Regions from separate parts of the Zea mays genome. Here region 1 is linked to region 2. A link is a contact called in public Hi-C data. All regions are on one chromosome and are shown on one strand. The core of a region is the stretch at or near the end of the contact, and the rest is flanking DNA. Distances in the headings are between cores, read along the strand shown.

Evidence for each region. A called contact is a pair of places that touch in the nucleus more often than the background predicts.
Region 1: a Hi-C map of leaf shows a contact between it and region 2, with 7 times the contacts expected there. The contact joins two enhancer-like sites. A contact is called at or near these places in 7 of 25 Hi-C or Micro-C datasets (bundle sheath, ear, leaf and 1 more).

Annotation. Positions count from the first base shown.
Region 1 is chr4:62,483,385-62,488,133 of Zm-B73-REFERENCE-NAM-5.0, reverse strand. No RefSeq gene overlaps it. Among protein-coding and RNA genes, the nearest start is that of LOC103653306, 17 kb to the left of the region's middle. Within about 2 kb of position 2,188, at least 17 of the 20 cell types and tissues checked have an H3K27ac peak or open chromatin away from gene starts, as enhancers often do. A contact at or near this core is called in bundle sheath, ear, leaf and 1 more, where this site is marked.
Region 2 is chr4:62,300,400-62,305,148 of Zm-B73-REFERENCE-NAM-5.0, reverse strand. No RefSeq gene overlaps it. Among protein-coding and RNA genes, the nearest start is that of LOC732827, 26 kb to the right of the region's middle. Within about 2 kb of position 1,273, at least 16 of the 20 cell types and tissues checked have an H3K27ac peak or open chromatin away from gene starts, as enhancers often do. A contact at or near this core is called in bundle sheath, ear, leaf and 1 more, where this site is marked.

The DNA.
Region 1 (4,749 bases), core at 939-3,438, 180 kb before region 2:
ACGGCATTAGGTGTCAATTGATGGATCTGCACGTCATACCTCCGCAACACTTCCACCATAAAACGATGCGCAGGCAACCGAAGGCCGGCAGTGAAAAATGCCTCGAACACAACCATCTCACCCTCCAGCTCAGGAATCTCTTCTGCCCCCGGAACTCGTCCAACTCCGTTCCCAAAATACCCCAACTGCTGCATGTCTTGCACGCGAACCGAGGAGATCCTCGAAACGCCGAATTCCACCATGTGGCCCGGGTGTAGCTCCACCGCCGCCAAATCACTGAAGGTACCCTCAGACGACGATTTGCCCAACGGCGTATTCATAGCGGATGAAGAAGAAGACGACATGGCTACGTACCGTCGGCGGCGGCGCGCGGTCTGCTTGACGCGGGCCAGATCTCCGATGAACAGGAGCAAGGAGGGCAGGCGAGCGGGCGAACGGTTTCAAAATGCTAGGGTTTTGCGGCGCACAGAAAGGTAAGAGAGCCTGAGCCGCGCCGCCCCCCTTTTATACACAGAGCGCGACGCTTCGGGAAGCTCGCAGTCCAACAGTACCGCGTCCGTCAACGGTCATATCAAAACCCCCCGCGGAACCACTTCGAGTGAGGGCAGCGTCTCCACCATCTAGTGACGTCTTCGACACCAGATGACTCAGTCGAACTGGTCCCTCGGAGGGAAAATGTTGGGGCGAAGGCGAAGACGCTACCCTTCGCTCCAGGCCTTCGTCAACTCGCTGCACCGACAGAGGCAAGATGACCGGCACGGCCCACCCTTCGTCCTCTTCACTGCAAGACGAAGGCCTACGACGAAGTCTCTCCATCCCACGTCCTCACCCGACCTGGAGGCCCACGTGGGATTCGGCCCATTGTAACAGGCCCCGCATGGACAGGTGTGTTACGAGCCGGATTTGTAATAGCTTTTCTGTAATGACAGTCTGTAACCCTCCCTTATGGGAATATTCTGGGGATAATCCAGGTGTCTGAGGGCATAAGCGTCCTTACATCGGGATGTTGGGCGCTCGGGCACCTATAAATACCCCCGTACAGTGCCCTTGAGAGGCTAGATTAACAGAGCAATTGCCATCTCGAGTTAAACCTTACTTGCATCCTTTCCACTCCCCCGTTAGATCAACTTGCCCAGGAGAGCAAGTCCCAACACTTGGCAAACTCTTGGTTCTACTTGATATCGAGTTGGGCGCAGATAGTTAAGGGAAAGAAGTCGTATGGGTTAGGGAAGACCTCTGTCGGACTCGTATCTGCATTGGACTCAGTCGGTCGAGTTGTGCCAGGACAGGATTTGTCTAGAACGGTGTTGGAGTTGAGTTTGCTCTCGCCGACATGGTGCAGTATGGGTGGGAGGAAGGGGATGACAAGGGTTTCCCACTCGCCAGCCAACTGTGAGGGAGAACCGTGCATGAGTGAGTTCTGACACATAGGGCCAGACTGCCAATGTGTCACCGGGAGAGGACGCCGGCGCCGTTGTGCTAATTGGGCTGAAAGCTAGTGGGCCGAGTTCAGTCTTTGTTCCAATTCCTTTCTATTTTTTTTGCAGATTTAAATTCTAAAGGCTAAATTAATAAATCAAATCAAATTATAACCAAATAAATTGGGACTTAATTCACACAAAACAAATGCAATGGCATAAACGCATCACTTAAGTTTGAGCATATGATTTTATATATTTTAATTCTAGAAGATAATCAATATCTTTCCTATAAATTAATTAAAAGACATATAAATTAAAATAGTTTTTTTAGATTTAAAAATTAGGGTGTTATTACCCAATGCAGAATGCAGAGGTTCAATCGCTCGGATGTTTCCTGTTTATTGTCTCTAGCCCACTGGTGTGGGCCATGTGGCGGCCCAGCAAAAGGGAGAGGTCCGGTCGCGTCTGCCTTCATCGTGGCCTGGATCAGGACTCAGTATCCGTTCGATGGTTTATTCAGCCCGTTTGATCGGGGACCGCACGCACAGGCCGGAGCAGGATCCCGGGCGATTCCAGATCCCACCCGCCAGCCACACGATATTTGTCATTATTATCGCCCCGAATCCGCGGATAAGACCCAGCCAGCGCGGCCGGCCGCCGTCTTCCTGGTTTCCTTTCGCAATCGGCATGCACATCAGCACATGCACGCACCCCACCGTCCATGCCGATAAAGCAGCAGCGCCTTGCGGCAACCCACTGGGCCGTGGTGCTATAGTCCGAGATCCAATTGGAGCCACAGATTCCTGATCCGCTTGCTTGATTGCTCCTCGCCGAATAGTGACGCGACCGATGTTATTTTCTACTTCAAATGGTGTGAATGACGTGACCGGCGACGGCGACGGCGACCGGTCCATTTCATCCGTGTTTCCAGATATTTTCCAGACACACATTTACCCCCTTATATTTTCCAAACACGCCAAGCTTCTCACGGACCTCATCGTATGGTCCAAACCTCGCAACTAATAGTTAACAACTAAAATTAGTTAAGAGGTTTAGAATAAGTCCATCAATAGACCATGTAATTATTAACTACACCTCTCAAATATTTATTGGTTGTTAGTTGCTCTAACCTAGCTAAAACTAGATAGCAACTTACTAGCTGATCAATAATTAGCTCTAGAGGTTTAGAACATGATCTAAATATATGTTTGAGGGTTAACAAACTTGTACTCTCCTATAATAATAATAGATAATAAAGCAAGAGTTTGTATAAATAATTCTCTTGTCTTTTTTTATTTGTGCCGTGACAAAACGAGAACGAAGAATGAGTCTTCTATATATCTTTCTCGCGCCTTCGTTGCTGATGATAGGATTCGAGGTTCACATTTATGATCTACCATGATGTTATGGTCCAACAAGTCATTAACATGATCCTATTCAACATTGTTGCATATCTGATCTACATCAGCTCTCTATATCAAAGACGGCAGGTCGCCGGACCTTATCAAATTGTCCTATGTGACAGGTTATTCCTTCGTCCGTTGAATCAAAAAAGCATGGCATATCATTCTTGATCTACTTTAAACCCATAATTTAGTGGCAACGACTCCTATGCAAGCAGTCATTCTGTGCAAGCATGCAAGCAAACCATCTGATCCATTAGATCGTGATCTAATCGTGGGTCACATTTGACACTTAAACCCTTCCACCACCAGCTCAATAATCTTTATAAAAAAAACCCCTAACAAACCATGGTCGTATTTGTGGTTGGATCGTAATCTAATGGATCAGATGGTTTGCTTGCACGCTTGCACAGAAAGACTGCTTGTATAGCAGTCGTTGCCTAATTTAGTAGATATGTTTAATCTAGATTGAATTCTTACGGTTAGATATATACTGTAGATTAATTTTTTATGGTTAGATATGTTTAATCTAGATTGAATCAAAAAAGCATGGCATATCATGCAAGTTGTATTTGAAAATTCTATTGTCCGATGCATGTTGTAGATTAATTTTTATGGTTAGATGCATGTTGTACATTGATTTTTTATGGTGAGATGTATTGCATATTGATTTGGCGGTCATGTGTTATCGTGTCGCCGCCATCAGTGTCGGTTGCATAGGTAGCCACACTCATCGCTAGGACATGCAAGCCATAGTGGCTATGGCGTGCATGCCTGTCATGTTGGGCCACGTACCTGATGGGATGTAACTGCTAGCCCCGCTGCCACACCCAATTTTAAAAGACAAACCGAATGCGAACTATATATGTGTCAGAATTCAAATCACGTACATGTTGGATACTTGATTTCAATCCCCCTAAAGGTATCAAATATCAAGGCAACACAAGTTAAGTATGTGAGCGTTCGTCCTTGATTTAACACTTCTTCGAAGTGTTAGCGTGAAGGACGAAAGTCTTTGAAAGGAGATGTGAAAGAAACAAAATAAAATGAAATGATAATGTAGAACACAGTATGAAACTCATCTTATTTGCCTTAGCATTTCTACTCCATCTTCCTTTATATCAGATGAGTTTATAAGCATACCTTTGGCTCTTTAACACAAGGTGGCATGAAGGTTCTTCGAAGGCTAAGCAACACGAAGCTATGGTCCTCAAAGAGGTGAATTTATGCAGGACACTGTTCACCTATTTATAGGGGAGAGGTATAGCTTTGTGCAAAATTACAAGCATGCCCATGATGTTTACATACACGATTTATGAATATAATAAGGGCATTATTGTCTTTTCTCTTTCGTTCTTGTTGTACAAGCCTTAGACTTCTTCTTCCTCGTTATTTCTCGTTTGAAGCTCTCTTCATGCCAAGGCTGTCAGCTTTAGACTGCATCTTCGCCGCACTCGTATAATAAACAGAGCTTCTTTGCATGCTGCTTCGGCTTTTCTTGACAGACCTTTGTTCGCATGCTAGCTTCATTCATCGATAGTATTGTACCTGAAACACACTTGTTTACACTGATTGATGGTTAAATTAGGACCTTTGGCGGAATAGGCCCCCTAAGAGTAGCCCCTTACGGAGTGAGTTTGTTTGTTCATAACGAGCTTATATCTCAAAAACAAAATTAGGAGGCCTTGCACCGAAGGCCCGAAAAACACCTTCCCGAAGCTCGTTATGAAGTGAGTTTACTCTGATTGGTGGGGTCCAGGTTTCAGTGAGTACAACGGTTAAATTCAAAAATTTGTAGATATAAAAAAACGACGCCCGACTGTGTTGACATGACATTTGATGTTTGTGCTTGTTGCTGTTAAACACCTTCCCGAAGCTGGCTTCAGATGTTTTTCCACCTTCAAACCAGCCTTAGCCAGTTGAAA
Region 2 (4,749 bases), core at 24-2,523:
GTGATCGTGGAAGTGAGTTCACTGGAGGTGCGCGCCAATATTGTTCTCTTGTTCTCAAATACTGTGAATCAAGAACAAGACAACATAATTGTTAAAGATTAGGGACCTTCTTCCTTCGAGGCATCATCTCCTTTTGAATATAATGATCTTCAAATGAAGGTCATAAAGGATGCACCTTCATCATTCGCAAGAATAACAATTCATAGGGATGGAAAATATTATCCATTCATATGTCAATTCATATATTTATTTCATGATAAACATATGGATATTAATAAGATTTATGTTACATTGATACCTTCGGCTTGTTCGAAGGTGTTGACGCAAGAGCGATTACAATCCAGCGTGGATAGTACGTGGGTACTGTTCACCTATTTATAGACACAGGACGTAGCCCAGGTAAAATACATTTATGACCTTAATATGTACACATAATCGTAACATAAATTATTAGGGATTAACTAGTATTTTCCTCTTTGGCTCGGTATTATACTTGACCTTCGTTGCCATTCTAAGCCGAAGCTGTCATCCTTCGGTTGTAGCTTCGGCATTCGTTGTTATTATTTTCAGATAATGTCTTTGTTTCCGGGATCTTCGGCAGGAAAAAAGATACTTATCATCTCTAATAGTATTATACACATACATATATATTTATCGTAGTTTTACTATATTATTTTTAGATTAAATTAAATATAAAAAGCCTAAATTACTAACACGTAAGTCTGTAAAAAAATCAAATACAAACAGTCATCTATCTATATGTATTAATTCATGTCTGCATCTGGCCACACAAGCGTAATGTACACGTCTTCCTGCCTTTTATGTCGCTAGCTTCGACAGACGCTGGACTTCTTTTTTGATGACTACGAACCCTGGACTTGATCAGTCTGCCATTTGACACTACAAATTGGCTTCAAAGGAAAAAGACAGGTATGGAAGAGAAGAAAAAAAATATCAAAACAGCAGCAAGTGGGAAAAAAGAAAGAAAGAGACAAAACGAGCAAACGGCAGGATGAAAGCTAACACGTCTCAGCCTTATCCAATCCACATCCACTGCAGGCCAGCAGGCGCGGACGCGGCCCAATCGATCACACGCGTCCTTCTGTCGGACGGTCGGCGCGTGCTCTTGCCCTGCTGCGCCTGCGCGTGTCGCGGTTTCCAGTTCCACAATTTTCACGGCACCTCCTCGAAGCTCGCCGTCAGCACGGATAGACCTTTTCTATTCGATTCCTATACTAATCCACTTGCCACAGAGGATGCGGTTATGCGGAGCCAGTTTCTTCGTCTCTATGGTAGTGTGTGACGCTTGTCCCGTGTGCGTGCGTGAGCACTGAGCTAGCAACGGCTTTTGAGGGCTTCTAGAAGCTGGATGGCTCATGCATCAACACCTCGAGAGGCTCATTAGAAAAACCAATTTATTCTTATTTTCAGAAATAGCTTTTTAAAGAAGCATCCTATTTATAGTTAGAAGGTTCCCTTTAAAATCTCATGCAAACATTCTACCAAACCGACAAGCTTATTTGTTGGCTTCTCTATAACTAGTTGTGTGCCCACGCGTTGCAACAGGAGTACTTTGGGATGAGCATCGACACATATCTGATCGGATCTTATATTTTCTTGGGGCCCAAAGAAAGTTTGCTCGGAAGCCAAGCATGCAAGCTGGCAGTCTGTCATGATATAATCCTTAATTCCTTATCAAAACAAAATAGTAAGACATTTGATTGCATCATACTCGACAAAATTAGTTTTTATTAGTTGCGACATCACCCAACAGAACGTACATGTATACAATACAGCTACGAGCGCGTGAAAGAAAGCTTACTTCCTGTAGGAGATTGCCTTCAGCTGCATTGTAGATTCTAACAAGAGTCCCCTTGGTGCTAGCAGTCGCAATGAGCCTCCCATCCTACGACAATGCAAAGCACGCGACACGGGAAGTGTGTGCATTGATAAACTTGGTCTTCCTTGCCTTATAGTGTTCCACCCTAACCTGCCCCTTCTGGGCACCAGGGCAAACAAGAACAATGGACCCAGGCTACTGTGACACGGCGCATAGGCCCTTGGGGTTGCTCAAAGTGTGCGGTGTGCTAGCGGGAGAGCAGGTGGGCACGAGCATCGCGAAAGACGTTGCGCGCATGGAGCTTCCGCAGAGGTAGGCCGGCTTGGTCGGGGTTTGCGGGTGGGTGGGGGTGGGGGTTGCCACGCGCAGAGGGGAGGCAGGGGCAGTCTACACTAATACCTTAATAGTTAGTAGAGATAGAGAAGATATAGAGATAGAGATTAGTAGAGATTATTTATTTCCTAATAACATAAAGTTTATTATTGAAGTCTTAAATATTTTAAATATAGTTTATTTTAATGTTTAAGGCTCTATCTTATAGTCCTTGTTAGAGATGCTCTAATAAGCTCTAATAGATAAATTTGTGTTGAATAATCGATGAACGAGTCTCCATCTCTAAGAGTATGTTTGAATTGGATCCTCTTAGCCTCTTAGGCAGATAGCTGCCTATCGTACAAAATCATTGGCTTGGGACGCTGCCTAGATGCTCCGTTGAGGAGAAAGGAAGGATTCCACCAAGAACTGCAGAGGCAGAACCTCTACTCCTCGCACCTCTCACGCTCCAAGGTGGCGGCGCGATGGACGGCGGAGGCGCTGCCTCCGTCTGCGAGGAGAAAGAAAGGATTCCCCTAAGAAGCACCGCACGGATACAGACCCTCTGCTCCTCGCACCCCTCACGCTCCAAGGCAGTGGTGCTGCCTCGTCCGTTGCCTCCACCTTCATGCCCCACGCCAGGATCAGTAAGGCGAGATGTGGAGGCTATCCTTGGCCGCAGGGGAGGGCGCCGCGGGGGAGGGGGCAGGGGCGGGGATGGGTGTGGGCGTGGAGGAGGGCGTCGACCAGACGGACGAGGAGTCATCGCTCTCCTCGCCATCGGAGGGGGTGGGGCCGATCGAGGTGGTGAGGGGCGTCGGTGCCATCTCCAGGACCGGCTCTAGCACCTCTTCCTCCTGCTGCTGTTGTAGCAGCAGCGACGGCGGGACACCGGAGACGAGGTTAGGGTTTGGTGGGGCCAGCGCGGTGGCGGGTGTTGCCATGGGAAGGGCCAAGGTGGAGAACGCGCTCCTCCCTCCCCGACACCGACCGACCCCTCGTCCGCTCGCCTCCCTCCCTGATCCCCACCGCCACCGCCGCGTCCTCCTCTTCCTCCTCCGAGGTTCCGATCGCCGCCTGCACCTGCGTCTCCGTCGGCGAGGTGGGTTGCTCCTCCCCTGCCTGCCGGTCCTGGATCCGCCCGATCTGCTTGCACGGCGCGGCGCGGCGCTCGATCTCATATCGTCTGGTTTTCCTTTCCTCCTGTGCCAGGTAGCGGTGGGCGCGGTGGCTACAAGCAGCGGCGATCGGGTGGTGGCGGATTGCGGGGTGTGCGCCATCTGCCTCGACAGGATAGCGCTCCAGGAGACAGCCCTCGTCAAGGGTTGCGCGAGTGACCATGTCATGTGGCTGCTGGGGGTTGGCGGTAGGGACCGCGAAGTGGGGAGGGCGGGAGGCGGGGGCAGTCTACACTAATGTCTTAATAGTTAGTAGAGATAATGAAAGAGGCACCCTCACAAATTGAGCGAAATCGAGAGCCCACAAAGAGGCTTCTCTGGTTCTCTCTTGTCATTCTCTCTCCCGCAAAAATAGGAGGAGTTGTATTTCCAACTAAATAGGGTGCTCCTCTAAAGTCTCTGTCTGAAAATAAGGAATGAGTTATTTTTCTTAGATAAGCTAGAGCTGAAGCTGTTGATGCAAGGGTCCTATCAAAGGAGTCGTAATGAAGCTCCTATCCTCAGGAGAGAGAGAGGAGGAGAAGAGAGAGATAGAGAAGCCACTTTTTAGGCTCCAGGCTTCGCTCGGTTTCTAGAAATATGTCTTTCCTATTTTTATAGAGAAGTCAACATAGAAGCCTCCGTTTGATAGATTTTTTAAAAAAAAATTTGCATGAGTCTTGAAAAGAGCCTTACCAAAAGGAGCCTCTCTTGGACATCTTTGCGTGTGGTGACACTCCTTGGTGGTAGTGTTGTGACCAGTTTTGCTTGCTCCTCAGGCTTGCTCGTGATGATACATTTTACATGACTAGTGTATGTCGCGTGTCCTACACACCATGTCAAATCCGATTGTGTGTTCTTAAATCCTACATAAATAATGTACATACAATGTATATCGATTGTGCGTTCTTAAATCCTACATAAATAATGTACGTACAATGTATATATATATCAATATAAAATATATAGAAAATAGTTGATAAGTAAAAGTATATACATGAAAAACTTGCCTGTGCAATTGCAATTGGTGGTGGATCGTTCTCCTTAAAAGGTTTCATCAACAGATTTGTCAATTATAACTGAGGACACAACACTCATTTTCAATAGAAGTAAATAAAGTCATTTTTTAAATCCTAACCACAAAAACAATAGAAAAGGACATTGTCTCCCACTGCTTAATAATTTTAAATAATAATATTAGTAAGGAATGTCTCCATGTCACATAGTGATAAGCAATTGACATCACAACAACAATGTTAATAGATCACACGGAAAAATTACATAAGCATAAATATTTTGCTGGATAACCATTTCTACCTGTTTAGGACTGAAATGGAATTGTGCTAGATAACCATTTCTACATGTTTCATAGATTAAGTGTCCAACGCACTAACATGAACTAACTAGTTTGATATGAGTATGAGCACAGGTTCACTTGAA